Regions from separate parts of the Mus musculus genome. Here region 2 is linked to region 1. A link is a contact called in public Micro-C data. All regions are on one chromosome and are shown on one strand. Each heading gives the region's core, a stretch centred on a gene start, on an enhancer-like site or on the middle of the called end of the contact. The rest is flanking DNA. Distances are from core to core; before and after follow the strand shown. Region 1 overlaps Amfr (autocrine motility factor receptor). Region 2 overlaps Ogfod1 (2-oxoglutarate and iron-dependent oxygenase domain containing 1).

Evidence for each region. Hi-C and Micro-C count contacts between places; a contact is called where the count stands out from the background.
Region 2: a contact with region 1 is called in a Micro-C map of trophoblast stem cells, with 2.2 times the contacts expected there. The contact joins two enhancer-like sites. A contact is called at or near these places in 1 of 15 datasets of contacts at CTCF or cohesin (pro-B cells), 19 of 484 Hi-C or Micro-C datasets (the G1E-ER4 cell line, the HL-1 cell line, bone marrow-derived dendritic cells and 11 more), 4 of 115 datasets of contacts at active chromatin or transcription factors (the 230-238 cell line, CD8 T cells, cardiomyocytes and 1 more) and 3 of 9 other capture datasets (adipose tissue, liver and pancreatic islet).

The regions. Positions count from the first base shown.
Region 1 is chr8:93,979,154-93,986,275 of GRCm38.p6, forward strand. It overlaps Amfr (autocrine motility factor receptor), which reads right to left. Exons shown (of 14, transcript NM_011787.2): 7 at 6,186-6,319; 8 at 5,681-5,791; 9 at 4,159-4,349; 10 at 1,165-1,268. Among named protein-coding and RNA genes, the nearest start is that of Amfr, 30 kb to the right of the region's middle. Within about 2 kb of position 2,713, at least 44 of the 459 cell types and tissues checked have an H3K27ac peak or open chromatin away from gene starts, as enhancers often do. A contact at or near this core is called in trophoblast stem cells, where this site is marked.
Region 2 is chr8:94,048,938-94,056,059 of GRCm38.p6, forward strand. Ogfod1 (2-oxoglutarate and iron-dependent oxygenase domain containing 1) reads left to right here. Exons shown (of 13, transcript NM_177767.4): 4 at 3,138-3,238; 5 at 5,667-5,783; 6 at 6,316-6,407; 7 at 6,599-6,727; 8 at 7,107-7,122. Among named protein-coding and RNA genes, the nearest start is that of Ogfod1, 15 kb to the left of the region's middle. Within about 2 kb of position 3,989, at least 23 of the 459 cell types and tissues checked have an H3K27ac peak or open chromatin away from gene starts, as enhancers often do. A contact at or near this core is called in trophoblast stem cells, where this site is marked.

The DNA of each region.
Region 1 (7,122 bases), core at 1,463-3,962:
AAAAGAATTTCCTTTGACAAACCCTTCCCAAGTTCCCAGTACAACCTCACCACAGCCTGAGCAACTGTTTCCTTCCTATACACCAACCATCTTGCCAACCTTTGAGCTTACACACAACCCACCCTTCCCAAGAAGACTCTTGTCTGCCTTGAGGGCACTGCAATTGCTGAGCTGAGTACAGTCCACTCACAGAGACACACTTTTTGTTCCTTTGCTTGTTTGTTTGTTTTTGTTTTTGTTTTTCGAGACAGGGTTTCTCTGTGTAGCCCTGGCTGTCCTGGAACTCACTCTGTAGACCAAGCTGGCCTCGAACTCAGAAATCCTCCTGCCTCTGCCTCCCAAGTGCTGGCACTAAAAGCATGCACCACCACACCCAGCTCAGAGACAGACTTTTAGCCAGGTTTGGTGGCACATGCCTTCAGTTCCAACACTCAGGAGGAAAAAAGGCAGGCAGGCTGTTCTACATAGAATTCCATGTCAGACAGAACCCTATTCCAAAAACCAAATACACAGCTTCAGAAAAATACAAAAACAAAAAGTATTTGGACAATTTCCTTGAGCCAACAGCATGCCTCAAAGTTACAAGGTGCAGAGACATGCACACACACACACACACACACACACACACACACAACACTTTGGAGGCAAAGAAACAAAAAAAATGTATTTGATAATTCTTATGTAATTCTTTATATTGTTCACTCTTGTTGATACTTCCTTCTGAATGTTTGCTTAAATCAAGGAGTCTCAGCGTGGGCTTGGGTCACAGTAAGGTAGACCTGGTAGTGAGCACTGCCACAGGTAAAACACAAGCAAGTTCCCGACTGGTGTGGGCTGCCTGCCTTACTACCTGAGCACTCACTAGTCAGCACCAGCTTATTATCGTGTCAAGGCTCTGAGGTAGCACTCTTAGTACATTCAGGCCTGGATTTAATCTTTTGTTCCAGACAGGGAGAGAAGAGGGGAGGGAGACAAAGAAGAGAGGAGTGAATGGAAAGAAATGGAAGTGGTCCCTGAAAACTTGGCTGTGCTATGAGAAACCAGCAAGGTCATGCACCCTATCCCCGCCACCCTATCCCCGCCACACTATTCACATGTCATGGAGCTCCTTGTGCCCTCCTGACCACTCACTAGTTCTCATCTTAAACAGTCAGCAATTCTTACCATGGCATTTAGCTGAGAGTTGCTTGCCTGCGTGATGCCAAGAATGTTGGTAGTGTGCATCACTTCAACTGAAAAACTTGGCAGCCAGCTTGCAATCCGGGACCCTAAGACAAATCAGAGTCCAACACAAGAATTAGTGCCCTGGTCCCTGCCCCAGTGTCATCTGTTTCCAGGCACTCTACCAAGTGCCTGAGGGCTTTCTTTATGCTTTCCTTTTTTGCCAAGTGTTTTCTCCAGATTAGTTTATTCTGTCCTCACCAAAACCTACACGTGCTTTCCACTCCCCTGAGAGATGTGACTCTGGCCCCAACCTTGGTCTTTGGTCCCTGAGGCACTGAGAAGTTAGGGAAACACATCCAAGACCACACAGGTTAATGACGTGGCAGAACGTGAGGCCAGACAGCCATTCCACCTGCAATCCCTTCTCTCGTCAAGGGTTCCCATGACTCCGAAACTGCTCTAGCAGCTCAGGTCCACTCCTCTGCTACAACCAGCACAAATTACTCCTCATGTGGATGAGCCATTTCCATCATTACCTTCATGAAGTACTTTCTGCTTAATATAACTTAACCTTGGTCTGGGCATTGTGCTGAATGCCTTGTTTTAAATAGGTATAGGGGTGTTCTCTTACCCATTCAAGAGAGGTACACACCTCCATTCCCTAATATACACCTTTACTCTGATCATTTGGGAGACAGAGGCAGAAGGATCTCTGTGAATTCAAGGTCAGCCTGGTCAACATAGTGAACCCCAAGCCAGCAAGGGCTACACAATGAAACAGTGCCTTGCGGAATGGGGGGTTGGTTACCTTAGTTTTCAGATTATAAATTCTTTTTCAAAGCGTTCTCCAACATAGGTTTGTGGAGTGATGTAATCATTAGCAGGTGTCGTTTCTATTGTTTTAGGATCACAATTCAAAGCCATCATGTGCCAACTACAAAACATTCAGATCAAGCTTCAGAGCTTCATGTGTGGGGTTGTATTGCTTTACGACCAAGCTGCAGCATGCGATACAAGGGATCTTGCCAAAACAAGGGACAAAGTGATGGGATATATATATATATCTCCATCTCCAAGATCTGCCAACACATTTCAGAAGCTGTACCTAGTAAGCAAGTCTGGTGGTGCAGGTCTGTAATCCCAGCTTCTTGGGAGGTACAGACAAGAGAATTAACAAGTGAAAAGCCAGCCTGAGAAACATCATGAGACCCTGTCTCAAAGAGAAATCAGAAAATGGCTGGAACTACATGGCTCAGAGGTAAGGGGCTGGACTAGCACGCTGAGGCCCACATGGAAGAGTTCAGCACTGAGCGAGAACAAGCTTGTGCTTGGCTCTTAGGAATCGCTGTCTGTCTGGAAGCTTTACCTGTCAAATAAAGCTGACTGGCTGGCTGTAGCTGAGGCAGGAAATTCCATGGGAAGCAAGGATTCTGGGACAGAGCCAGATGTGAAGGATTTGCCCCAGGAACATGGAGAAGGGCAGAAGCATGGGAGAGGAACAAAGGTAACCAGCCACATGGTACAACTAGAATAGAATAATGGGATGACTACTCTATGAGTCAGCTGGGAACAGTCAAAGCTTGCGGCCAAGGTGTCTGTAAATACCGTTTGAGTCTCAGGAGCTCGGGGCTGTGGGGAAAAACCCCACTTTTACACTTGGGATGGTTCTCTTTATGAGTCACCATGTAACCCCAACTGGTCTGGAACTCTCTATGTAGACCAGGTTGGCCTGAAACTCACAGAGATCCGCCTGCCTCTGCCCCTGCCTCTGCCTCCCATGTGCTGGGACTAAAGGTCTGTGCTCTACTCCCTTTGTTAATAACAGAACCAAAACAGCTCCTTGAAGCTCCTTCAGACGCTGGCCTCTTCTCCCCTTGAGCCTTTCAGGACTGTACCAATACTCTTACGATATTTCACCCTGAGATTAACTTAAATCAGAGTCTGAACAGCACCTCTCCTAAGAAAATTCCAGAGCAGGAATTCATCAACCCATGGCACTGGAATTGATGGGCTCAGTATCCACTGGGAGGCGTGACTCCAGGAGAGATAGATAATCAGCCCCTATAAATACCCATGACTTTAGAATCCAAGCTGCAGGACTAGCCATGCTTTATGAAGAAAGCAACAGGGCTCCCTTCAGATTCCACCTATGTCCTCCCTGAGAGGACAACTCAAGGAACCTTCATCATAAGTTTACATAACACACCAATACAACCAACTTTTAGCAAAGGCTAACTATTGAACTAGTTATGTGGGTTCCTTAAAGACACACTAATTCAGTTTCACTACTTCCACCTCCCCACCTCACCCTCCACCTCCTTTGTTTTTCAAGACAAGGTCTCTGTGTAGCCCTGGCTGCCCTGAAAATCATTCTGTAGACAGGCTGGCCTCTGCCTCCTGAGTGCTGGGATTAAAGCCATGCACCACTGACCGTCTCACCCCACTTATTAATGACACAGAATAACCCCTCAGTTCCACCTACTCATCCGTCCACCCTGAACACTTCTGAAACTGAGGCATAAGGCAGACACGGTGGCTACAAACCTGTAAACATAACTCTAGAGAAACTAAGGCACAACAACCCTAGGTTCAAGGCCAGTCTGTGATACACAGAAAAAACAAAAACAAAACAAAACAAAAAAACCTGTATTAAAACTAAATAAAGGAAGTTAAAATGTAATACAAGGCTGGCAAGATAACCCATCAAGTGAAGGTTCTTATCTAAACCTGATAAGCCAGTTAGTCCCCAGGATCCGTAACACAAGAATAGAACCAATGTTCACAAATTGCCCTCTGACCTCCACAGGGATACCATGTAGTATACATATACATGCACTACAAACATAACCACACAGAATAAATGAATTTAGTAAAGGACAGTAAAAAAATTTTAAGTACTAGTAAACTTGTCTATACAGGGCAGTTTACAAATCCTAACAGTATCACTTTAGCAGAAAGCCACACGGATAGCTGTAGAAGTTGGAGCCACTTTACCATCGAAGTGGAAGAAGTGATTGTGCTGGTTCAAGCGAGGCCTGCCTTCGGCAGCTGCTACAGGAACCAAGTTCTCGTCCAGGTTCTCTCCTTGATGGTCTTCCCTGGCACGACTGCCATCAGCAATATTAAGAGACATTCTGCATGTTGGACAAGAGGTGTCTTGTTCTAGCCAAGAACGAAGGCAGGAGCTATCAAAGAGTTCAAAGGAAGAGATAGAACATATTCAATTCTCTTCAGCATATTTTGTGAGAAATCACCAGAATTACTGTTTTTCTCATTTCGCTTTACTTGTATTTACCAGTAACCAGATGTAAATGCTGACAAATACTTGTGGCCACCACCTCTACTGCAGACATCTACCATCCTCTGGCTATGGTCCCTCCTCCACCACTTCATGGCCTGGCTTCTCACCTCCAGCTCCATTCGGCTACTGCAGAGCCCATGTGGCTCACTCAGCCAGCATTCAGCCTCTTCCACCCTGGACTGCTTTACTCCAACGATCTTCCTATTTACTACACAGCTACCGACCAATATGGCTATAACCATGGCCTTTTCTTCAAAACACTGGCTCTGTAGAGCTCATTCACTCCTCTCTATCCAGCACCTCACTTAAAATTCTTCAGTGGTCCCTGCCCATCCAGCAGCTCTCCAGCCCTGGCCGACATCTACCCCACTGGCAGACACACTCCTTCTTCCACCATGAATCCCACGCTGGCTTCTATCTGATTCCATCAACACACCAACTCTGCCCTCTGCTGGAGCTGCTCCTTGTGCCTCCCATTTTACACCCTCCTGACCTGCTCTGCCTTCAAAGATCTCACTCCTGCTAAAAGTCACTTCCTCCTAATCTGAATCAGATTCCTATGTTACTACTCTTCAGAGTCCTGTTTCCCTCCCTCCCTTCTCTCTCTCTCTCTCTCTGTCTCTCTCTCTCTCAGTTTTTTGAGATGGGGTTTCCCTGTGTAGTCTTGGAACTCACTCTGTACACCAGACTGGCCTTAAATTCAGAGATTCTACCTCCTGAGTGCTGGGATTAAAGGCAGGCACCAGTACTTCAGAGGCCTGTTTTTCTAAAACACACCTCTAAATCTAGCAGTAGCAAAATACTAAATCCATGTACAAAATTATTTTTCTTAGTCTTGATAGCTCTGAAATATGAGATCTTCTCTGATCTTGGAGATTTATGGAAGGGCCAAGCCTGTGATCTTTGCTAATGGATCACTCAAGTGTTCTTGGTTCCACTTCAACCCAGTTCTCTAGAACTCAAAATGGGGAAAATTTTTGAAGAAAGCTAATAAATAGAAATTAAGTTGGCTAATGCGGATAAAGAAACATCTAAAGGCAAAAAAAAAAAAAAAGGCTCACAGGTTAAAAAATAAATGCTAGTCACAGGTTTCCAAGCAACATCACCAACAAGGCCAGGCTGAGGTAACATTCCTGCTCTCGTGCTGGGAATATGTTCAAAGCCACTGAAAAAGGACAGAAACCCATTCCCAAACACCCTGTACACAGCTCCTACTTGTGAAAAAGATGTCCACAGGGCAGTTTCCTTGCAGCCTGCATGGAGTCCCAGCAGATTGCACAGTCATCATTATTGACAGCTAGTTCCTCTGGAGTTGCAACAGCAAACCTGTAGAACACACAGCAGGCCCAGGAGGAACTCATCAATTTCACACACCGCCAAATGACACCACTGCAATCAGACCCCCAGAGATCCAAACTGTCCCTAAGAAGACAAAAAGGAGTACCCACTAATGCTGCCCTTGCTGGTGTGGGCCAGCCTCTCACAAGCTGGCAAGGGAGAGTGTCGGCAGTGAGAGAGCCATGTCCACAAGCAGACATGTTTAAGTCGTGATCAAGACACACCTTCACAAAACAAACATGTCAGAAGAACCCCAGGAGCTTCCAATCAGTAGCAACAACAGACACTGACTAAAAATAAGAACCCTGAATCTCTGGAACCCTCCCCACATCCCAGGAAGGAAGTTCTATGTCATCCCTAAAAGAAAGCCATACTTTCTTACCTGGCTTCCATGTTTCCTACCACTCGCAAATAATTCTTGTGTCGACGGATTCGACGCTGTACCTCATGGAACAGGTAACGAAGTTGCATAAAGATGACCAAGCTAGCCATAGATAACCAGATGTTGCCAAATAACTAAAAAAAGATAGAGGGAAGTAAATTATACAATAAAAACAAATGTGAAGGGCTAAGGACACAGCTCAACACTGAGTAAAGGAGTAAGATACTGAGTTAGAATCTCTAGCACCCATAGAAAAGCCAGGCCTGAGCCAGTCAGTTAATCCTGGAAGATCTGTGTGTATTCCAGGCCAGCCTAGTCTATGGACAGAGTTCCAGGACAGCCAAGGCTACAAAAAAAAAAAAAAAAAAAAAAAAAAAACCCCAAAACTAAACAGAATGCCAGGTGTGGCCATGCACATTTGTAACCCCAGAGCTAGAAGGATAAAGCCGGAAGGATCTGAAATTCACTGAGCAGTGCAGTGCGTCAGTGAGCTCTAGATTCAGTGAAGAAAACCTGTTTCAAAAACAGGGTGGAGAGCAACAGGGGAGAGCACTTCCCATCAACCATTGGGCCCACCCAAGGATCCACACACACACCTGTGTGCAGGCGAGCACACACACACACAACTTCCTCACATGAAGGAACATGTACAGCAGAGGCTCTTTAAGGTCGGTGAAAGGGAAACAGAACAATCTCTCAGTATGTTATATAAATGCATGTATTTATCCAATGGCCCTAGACAGTACACATGGCTCTTCCGCCTAGGCATCCTCCCTCCCACTGTCACAACCTCTCCTGAGTAATCAACCCAAAATTTAAAAGCTTAATGTAAAAAGATGTCCAGTCATACAAACTTACATATTCATTCATTCATATATATATATATATATATATACACACACACATTAAGTTATATAGACTCTAGATCTGTTTTAGA
Region 2 (7,122 bases), core at 2,739-5,238, 71 kb after region 1:
CACTCCGGCCCAAAGTTTATTTTTTATTATAGATAAGTACACTGTTGCTGTCTTCAGACACACCAGAAGAGGGTATCAGGTCTCGTTACAGATGATAGTGAGTCACCATGTGGTTGCTGGGAATTGAACTCAGGTCCTTCGGAAGAGCAGTCAGTGCTCTTAACCGCTGAGCCATCTCTCCAGCCCCCAGGTTAATTTCTTTCTATCTAGAAGTATTGCTTATGTGTTAGCTGTAAATCGTATTTCATACTAAATAGACTTTCCTCCTAAAGAGAAACAATTTCACTTTAACATATTTCATCTTATTGGTGCCAAACACCTGTCGTCTCTGGCTGAGCATCATTGCATACCGGCAGAGTCACAGCTAAGTGACTTGAGTGCGGAAAGTCCCTGACCATTACAGAAAGTTGCTCCTTTTATTTGCCATGTGTGTTCAGGGCATCCTCATGAATCACATTAAAGATGCCAAGGATTGGAGAAGACAGAAGCCTGTCCCTGTGATGCGTTCACAGAGTGCGGAAAGGAGCGTTCTGTAGCATCCCTTTTGGAAGTTGATGATACTAGTTGGTTTTTCAGAAGTGTTTATCCCCAGCCTTACCCCTACCATTGTCTGAAGACCAGTGTGGCAGCTGCTGTGTTGGCCCATTCTGCGTAAGTGGCCCCTGGGCCTTTAGACTTTGCTGAACACTTCTGGGGTTTTCCCAGCCAAGCACAATATCTTATAGAATGTAAACATTATAAGAAAATGGTAGTGGACTCTTTTCCCCAGGAGACTTACTATGTAGTAATTGACAGCACAATTGCATTTTATAGGAATTTCTGTTCCGTGCATTTGAATGAGCCAAAAATACCATGTCTGTACATAATATAATTTGATCACATGTAAATCTTTAAATACTTGGATTCAGAGTCTTTGTTTCTTGTTTGTTGCTGTATTTGTTTTTGTTATTATTGTTTTCAGATGAAATTTTCCTGTGTCGCCCTGGAGGGCCTGGCACTTACTGCAATCCTCCTGCCTTACCTTCCTCCACACTGGGATCAGAGTTTTGTACTACATGTCCAACAAAAGGTTTTAATTATCAAAGTTAACATTATTTCAAAGTTGACTAACGGAACTAGTTATAAATTGTATTAAAGAGTCTTCTACAGAAAGACCAGAAGCCTAGCTTAGCTTAAAATAGAAATAAATGTTCATTATCTTTTTCTACTTACACCCTGCTAGCATCAGAACATCTGTGGGTTTTGTTGACTGTTGTGTGATTAATTTAGTATTTATTGTTACTACAACTTAAAGTTATTTTGTGGGCCGTGTGTGTTGGCTCAGCTGGTAAAGGTGCTTGCCACCAAGCCTGATGACCTGCGTTCAATTCCCAGTACACACATGGTAGAAGAAGAGAACTAACTTCTACGTATTGTCCTCTTACCTCCACATGTCTTCCATGGTACATGTACACACACACACATACACACGCACTAAATTTAAATTTTAGAAAGGTCGTTTTATGATCTCCTGCAGCTGTTCACCCAAGTGCTTGTTAAGTGGCAGTAGTAGTGTTACTGGAGTCCCTAGCACTAACTGCTGAACTCTGGATCCAGCTTCTTGCCTTTGTGAAAACAAAGTAGCATCAAATACATAAAATGCGAAAATGGGTTTGTTGACAGTTATGTCCCAAAAGTGAAGAGAAAGCTGTTCTCAGTTAGGATACAATTAAAAGCCAGGAAAGGTGCACATGTAGATGTAACCAAAACTAGAATTACTTAAAAAAAAAAAAAAAAAAAAAAAAGCCAGGCGTGGTGGTGCACGCCTTTAATCCCAGCACTCAGGAGGCAGAGGCAGGCAGATTTCTGAGTTTGAGACCAGCCTGGTCTACAGAGGGAGTTCCAGGACAGCCGGGACTGCACAGAGAAACCCTGTCTTGAAAAAAAAAATCCTAATTTCAAGGGCACATCACTGCATTAGTATTAGTGCTTATGATACTGAGATTTATAACAGGAAATGCATATTTGATCTTAGTCCCCATTCCTGACACCAAGCTCCTAAAACTTAAAATGTTGAGATTAATAAAGGCAAAGGGAGAATCTTTTGTTAGGGAAAAAACCCTTTCTAAAATACCAGAGCTAAAGGTAACAGACAAGCCCCGAGTCTGGGGAAGGAGGGACAGTTGCCAAGAAGATAACTAAGAGGGTTACAGCTCTTGGCCCTAACTGTTCTACCTCCAGTAAAAACAACGAGGATGTTCGGATGAGGTAGGAGGATGCCACAAGTTTGGGTCTAGGATGAGCTTCGTAGTACATTGTAGACCAAGACTGAACTATAAGCATAAGGTCTTGTTTCAAAGAGAAGAAGGGCTTACGATAGGCTGGATCCATCACCCGTGGCTAGTGGTTTGTTTAATCACTCATGTCTACTAAACCCAGGTTTTCTGCAAGAGCAGGGAGTGCTGTTAACCTCTGCGCCTTCTCTTCAACCCCTGAGTTGTTTCTTTTGTTAATAAACTAGAACTACAGTAAGGAAACATTACCTAATAGAGGATCCAACTTGAGGAGGGTGTTGTAGGGGCCTCCTGTTTATACCCAGCCACCAGGGTATAAGCCTCATGAGCTGATCTTCTGACTGAGTCTGAAGATGGGACCAGTCCTGTGAGTCTGAACCATTAATCCTGTATGTAGATAGTGTAAGAATTGAACTATTTCCAAAAATAGGTAGGTACCAGCAGGAAACTCACAGATTTGATGTGGGCAGCAGAGTGTGTAAAAATAGCAATTGAGTTTTCCCATTTGCTACTGAAAAGGCTCTCTGACAATGGGTGATTTGTAATGACAAAGTGATGTAGGGACTTACAACTGAGTCCAAAGTGCTGGTATGGAGGACATCTCAAATGAAGGCAAACTGCTAGAGAATGAAATACATGAGGAGACTCGGAGCAAGTACAATAAGGTGGCTGGAGAGTTCCACTGTTTTTCTGGGAACTTGACGCTGCACAAGTTTAAAGAGAGATAGAGCACCTCTCAGGGTCTCGTGAGTGAAATCTGAGAACTGGGCTCTTGAATTAAATGTGACCTTAAGAGAAGATCTATAGGAATAGCACTGCTGCAGAGCTGCGGCCTCACGAGCTGTCTTTTGTTCACCCTTCTAGGAAACTTATGTTTGAAGATTTTCGGGCCTGGCTTTCTAAGGTTTCCGGCATTGACCTAGAACCAACCATTGACATGTCGTGTGCGAAATACGAGTTCACTGGTAAGGAGGCTAAAGCCCAGCTGTCTAAAGATTTTGAGGCTTTAACTTCACCATGACGGGAAGGTAGCATCAGGGTACCAGCTAGCTTCGGGGTCTTCCTTGTAAGGACTCAGCTCACACACAGAAGTAACCATCATACCACAAAGGGTAAGGTAATGGTTCTCTGTGGGTGTGTGAGAGCTATTGAACGTATTTGCAGAAAAGTTCTCATACCAGCCTGCACACAGTATTGTAAAACCCAAAAGGTGATGCTATAAATTCTGTCCTAAGGCTTCTAAAAGTTCCCATCTCCTTTAACGCTGGTTTTCCTTCTCTTATTTTGAATTTAGTGAGTGGACATAGGACATGAACACATAAATAGTAATAGTCCTGTCGTCACCTGCCTTCCCTCCTCAGAGCTTTCTTTCGCCTTCCAGTTCCCCTTCAGAGCTCAGAAATGTGCACTGGAATATGTATGCCTTTTTATATGGAAGGAAAGGTTACTTAGTTTTGTCTTGCTAAATTTTGACTCAGGTTTGCTATCCTGTATGGCCTCTGGGAAGTCTAAATTGGTAAAGCGTTTTGGGGGTAAACGTAGTGATGCATGTGAAAAGCCACGGTGTTATCTTCAGTTCTCGTTCTTCTTTATCGTTTTGTTTCCTTTGAGACTTTCGTGATTCAGGTTGGCCTCAGTCTAACAGAGACCGTCTGCCTCTTGAATGACACCACATCCAGCTTAAATAGAAGGGTCAAGCATACCACAAATAATTGTGGTATTTTACTTGAAAGACAGTTGCAGTCCTGAGATTCCATAGGCCTGAACACTGCAGTCAGTCTTCCTCCGTGAGAGTTTCAGAGTCGGAAACTCGACAGGTCTGTGTTGTTCCCATCTAATTCATAGGCCTCGTTCACTAGTTACTATTCGATCCTTGAGGCAAAAGGACAGCATCCACTTGTCCTGTCTGCTGAGCCTCCTGCACTCTACAATAACCTCCTGGGCTCCTAGACTTCCTGGACCTTGATGCATCTAAAGACTTATAGACAGTTATCTGTTAACAACTCCTTCAGTCTAGGTTTACCTGGTGTTTCCTTATAATTGAGTGATTCTCCTTGAGACGTGCATTTGGAAGGAGTGTCATAGCTAATGCTGAGCTTTTCTGAATCCTGCTGGATGATTCAAAGTATGTGTCATCTTCTTAGTGATGGGACCTGTGACCTTGGAGGACTTACAGGGAGGCCAGTCTCAGATTGCCACTCTTTCCTCCTATCCGTACACACTTTGTGCCAGGTGCTTTTGCTGTTTGTTTTGCTGTTAGGATTAAACCCAGGGTCTCAACTTGCTAGGCAGATGCTACTCTGAGCTGTATCCTCAGCCCTTCCCTTACCTTCCCTTCCCTCTCTCTTCCCTCTCTCTTCCCTTTCTCTCCTTCTCTCTCTCCTTTTTTTTTGATGGGCATCTAAGTCACCTAGGTTGCCTTTGAACCCACCCTGTAGCCCAGATTGGCCTTAAACTTGATTCTCTTGCTCAACCTCTGCAGTAGCTAGGATTGTAAGGCTTTGCTACCAGGCCTTTAAGAATTATGGGACTGGAAGAATTATGGGAGACAAACCAAGAACCTTGGACATGCTGCTTCCAGATTATGTAACTGTCATGCTTTTCACCAAACTTTGGTTCAGTTCTTTTCACACGGTAATTTTACTATTGCTAAATTACTGCAGGTTAAGTTGCCCTGAGGTGGCTTGGTTCTGTGGGTTAAAGGCACTTGCCACTAAATCTGACAATCTGGGTTACATTCCTGAGACCTACATGGTGGAAGGGGAGGACCAGCTTCCTATGTTGTCCTCTAATCCACATGTCCCTCGTCTGCCACTAACATCAAAATAAATAAATGTTTAAATTAAAAAAACAACAACAACAAAGGAACGTATATACCCAGGAACTCTAAGATTCATTAAGGCATTCTTTGGAATAGCCAAGAAATACAAACAATTTAATAACAAATAGAAATGCAATTAAAGAGAAGGTACATAGTGCCTCTATATAGTATAATAACTGCAGCCAATAGAAGTGATGTCAGGGGTGTATATTGATATGGAAAGACTCGCTTTGTAATTTTGAAAAACCCAGCCCACAACCCACCACTATAGCATTAACATTTCTTCAAGTAAATGCATGTTCTTGAGGGGAAAATACTACAAAAGTATGTGGGAAAATAGTGTTTGTAACTGTGTTGTAGATCTGTCTGGATTCATTGTGCTTAAAACTTCCTATACTGTCTGAGCTTTGTTGCTTCCTTTACAAAGGAGAAGTGTCATTTTAAAACTGCAAGCCAGTTAAAGCTGGAGTCAGCCTTACAGATCTGTGTCGGGGCTGAGTGAGTACAGAAGCAGATAGCAGCTGCTGTGTGTGCAGAGATCTAAATGACGCTCTGTGTGCTTGTGCTTGCAGATGCTCTGCTCTGCCATGATGATGAACTGGAGGGGCGCCGGATCGCTTTCATTCTGTACCTGGTTCCTTCTTGGGACAGGGACTTGGGGGGCACCCTGGACCTTTATGACACTGATGGTAAGATGGACGTTGACCACGTCCAGATAGCCACTTCTAATTCCAAACATTTGCCTCAGGACAACCACTCTGACATATGATGTGTCAAATGAGAGAGAAACCGTGTATTAGCACAGTGACTACCACAGGTGGAATTAATGCGAGCCTGACAACCACCTCTTGAAGTTACATTTCAAGTTAGTTCTCCAGAGACAAAGCTGATCCGGATGAGAAGTGGGCCTTGCTCCTGTGTACTGACCACGGAAGGGTTAAAAAGCACATGTGCGTATGAGTCTGCTAACAGCACTCTGACAAGAAATCAGGTCTTTTGAGGGGGTACTCTCCACAGGTTGACTCCAGGAAAATAAGAACCTAATCTGGCTCTCATCAGCAATAGGTAGACAATGTGGTAGAATCGCGTATCACCTAGCTGAACGAGCAAGTTTGAGTGACAGGTAGGAGGGACTGTTTGAGACTGCCGAGAACCGGATGAGGCAGCCTGAAAGAGTTAATGATGCTGGACCTATTCATGGTGTCTTCTCTCCCGATGCAGAACACTTGCAGCCAAAGCAGATTGTCAAGTCTCTTATCCCTTCCTGGAACAAACTGGTTTTCTTTGAAGTGTCTCCAGTATCCTTTCACCAGGTAAAGAACGTAAAAGAAACCTACAGTACACTAGGGATCAGGGGTCTGGCTCTCTGATCACCCGTATCTAACTGTGTCTCCTTCCCATTGAACTCGCTGTCCCAGCCCGATGGGTTCAAACTAATGTGCCTTGATCAGTGCCTTCATCCGTCATCCTTTGTGTTGATGTGCCAACGGTCTTGCTCTTGCAGGTGTCTGAAGTCCTGTCTGAAGAAACATCACGTTTGTCTATAAGTGGCTGGTTTTATGGTCCTTCATTAACCAGGCCTCCTACCTACTTTGAGCCCCCAATCCCTCGAAACCCTCACATCCCACAAGATGTAAGCATAAATTATGGGAATTCTTACCTTGCGTACATACTGTAGCATATCAGTTGTTTTTCTGTCTTTACTTGGGAGGACCATGAGAGCTGACATGTATTTTGCAGCATTAGACATCAAACCAGGGGCCTTACATATGTTAACCAAGAACTCTTCCAATGAACTATGTACCCAGCATGTTTTTCTGATCTTAAAATTGGGTTTTGCCAGTGCTGGAACTCGACTTGGAACATCCACTTTTCGTACATAGATTTTGACAATGTTTTCCAGTACTCTTTGTTTGATAGGAGAAACATGAAAAGTGAGAGCTGTGGACTGGTGTAAGGACAGAAGCTGTAGAGACTAACGCATCTCCTCTATCTGCTGCTTCTCTTGTAAGCATGAAATTTTATATG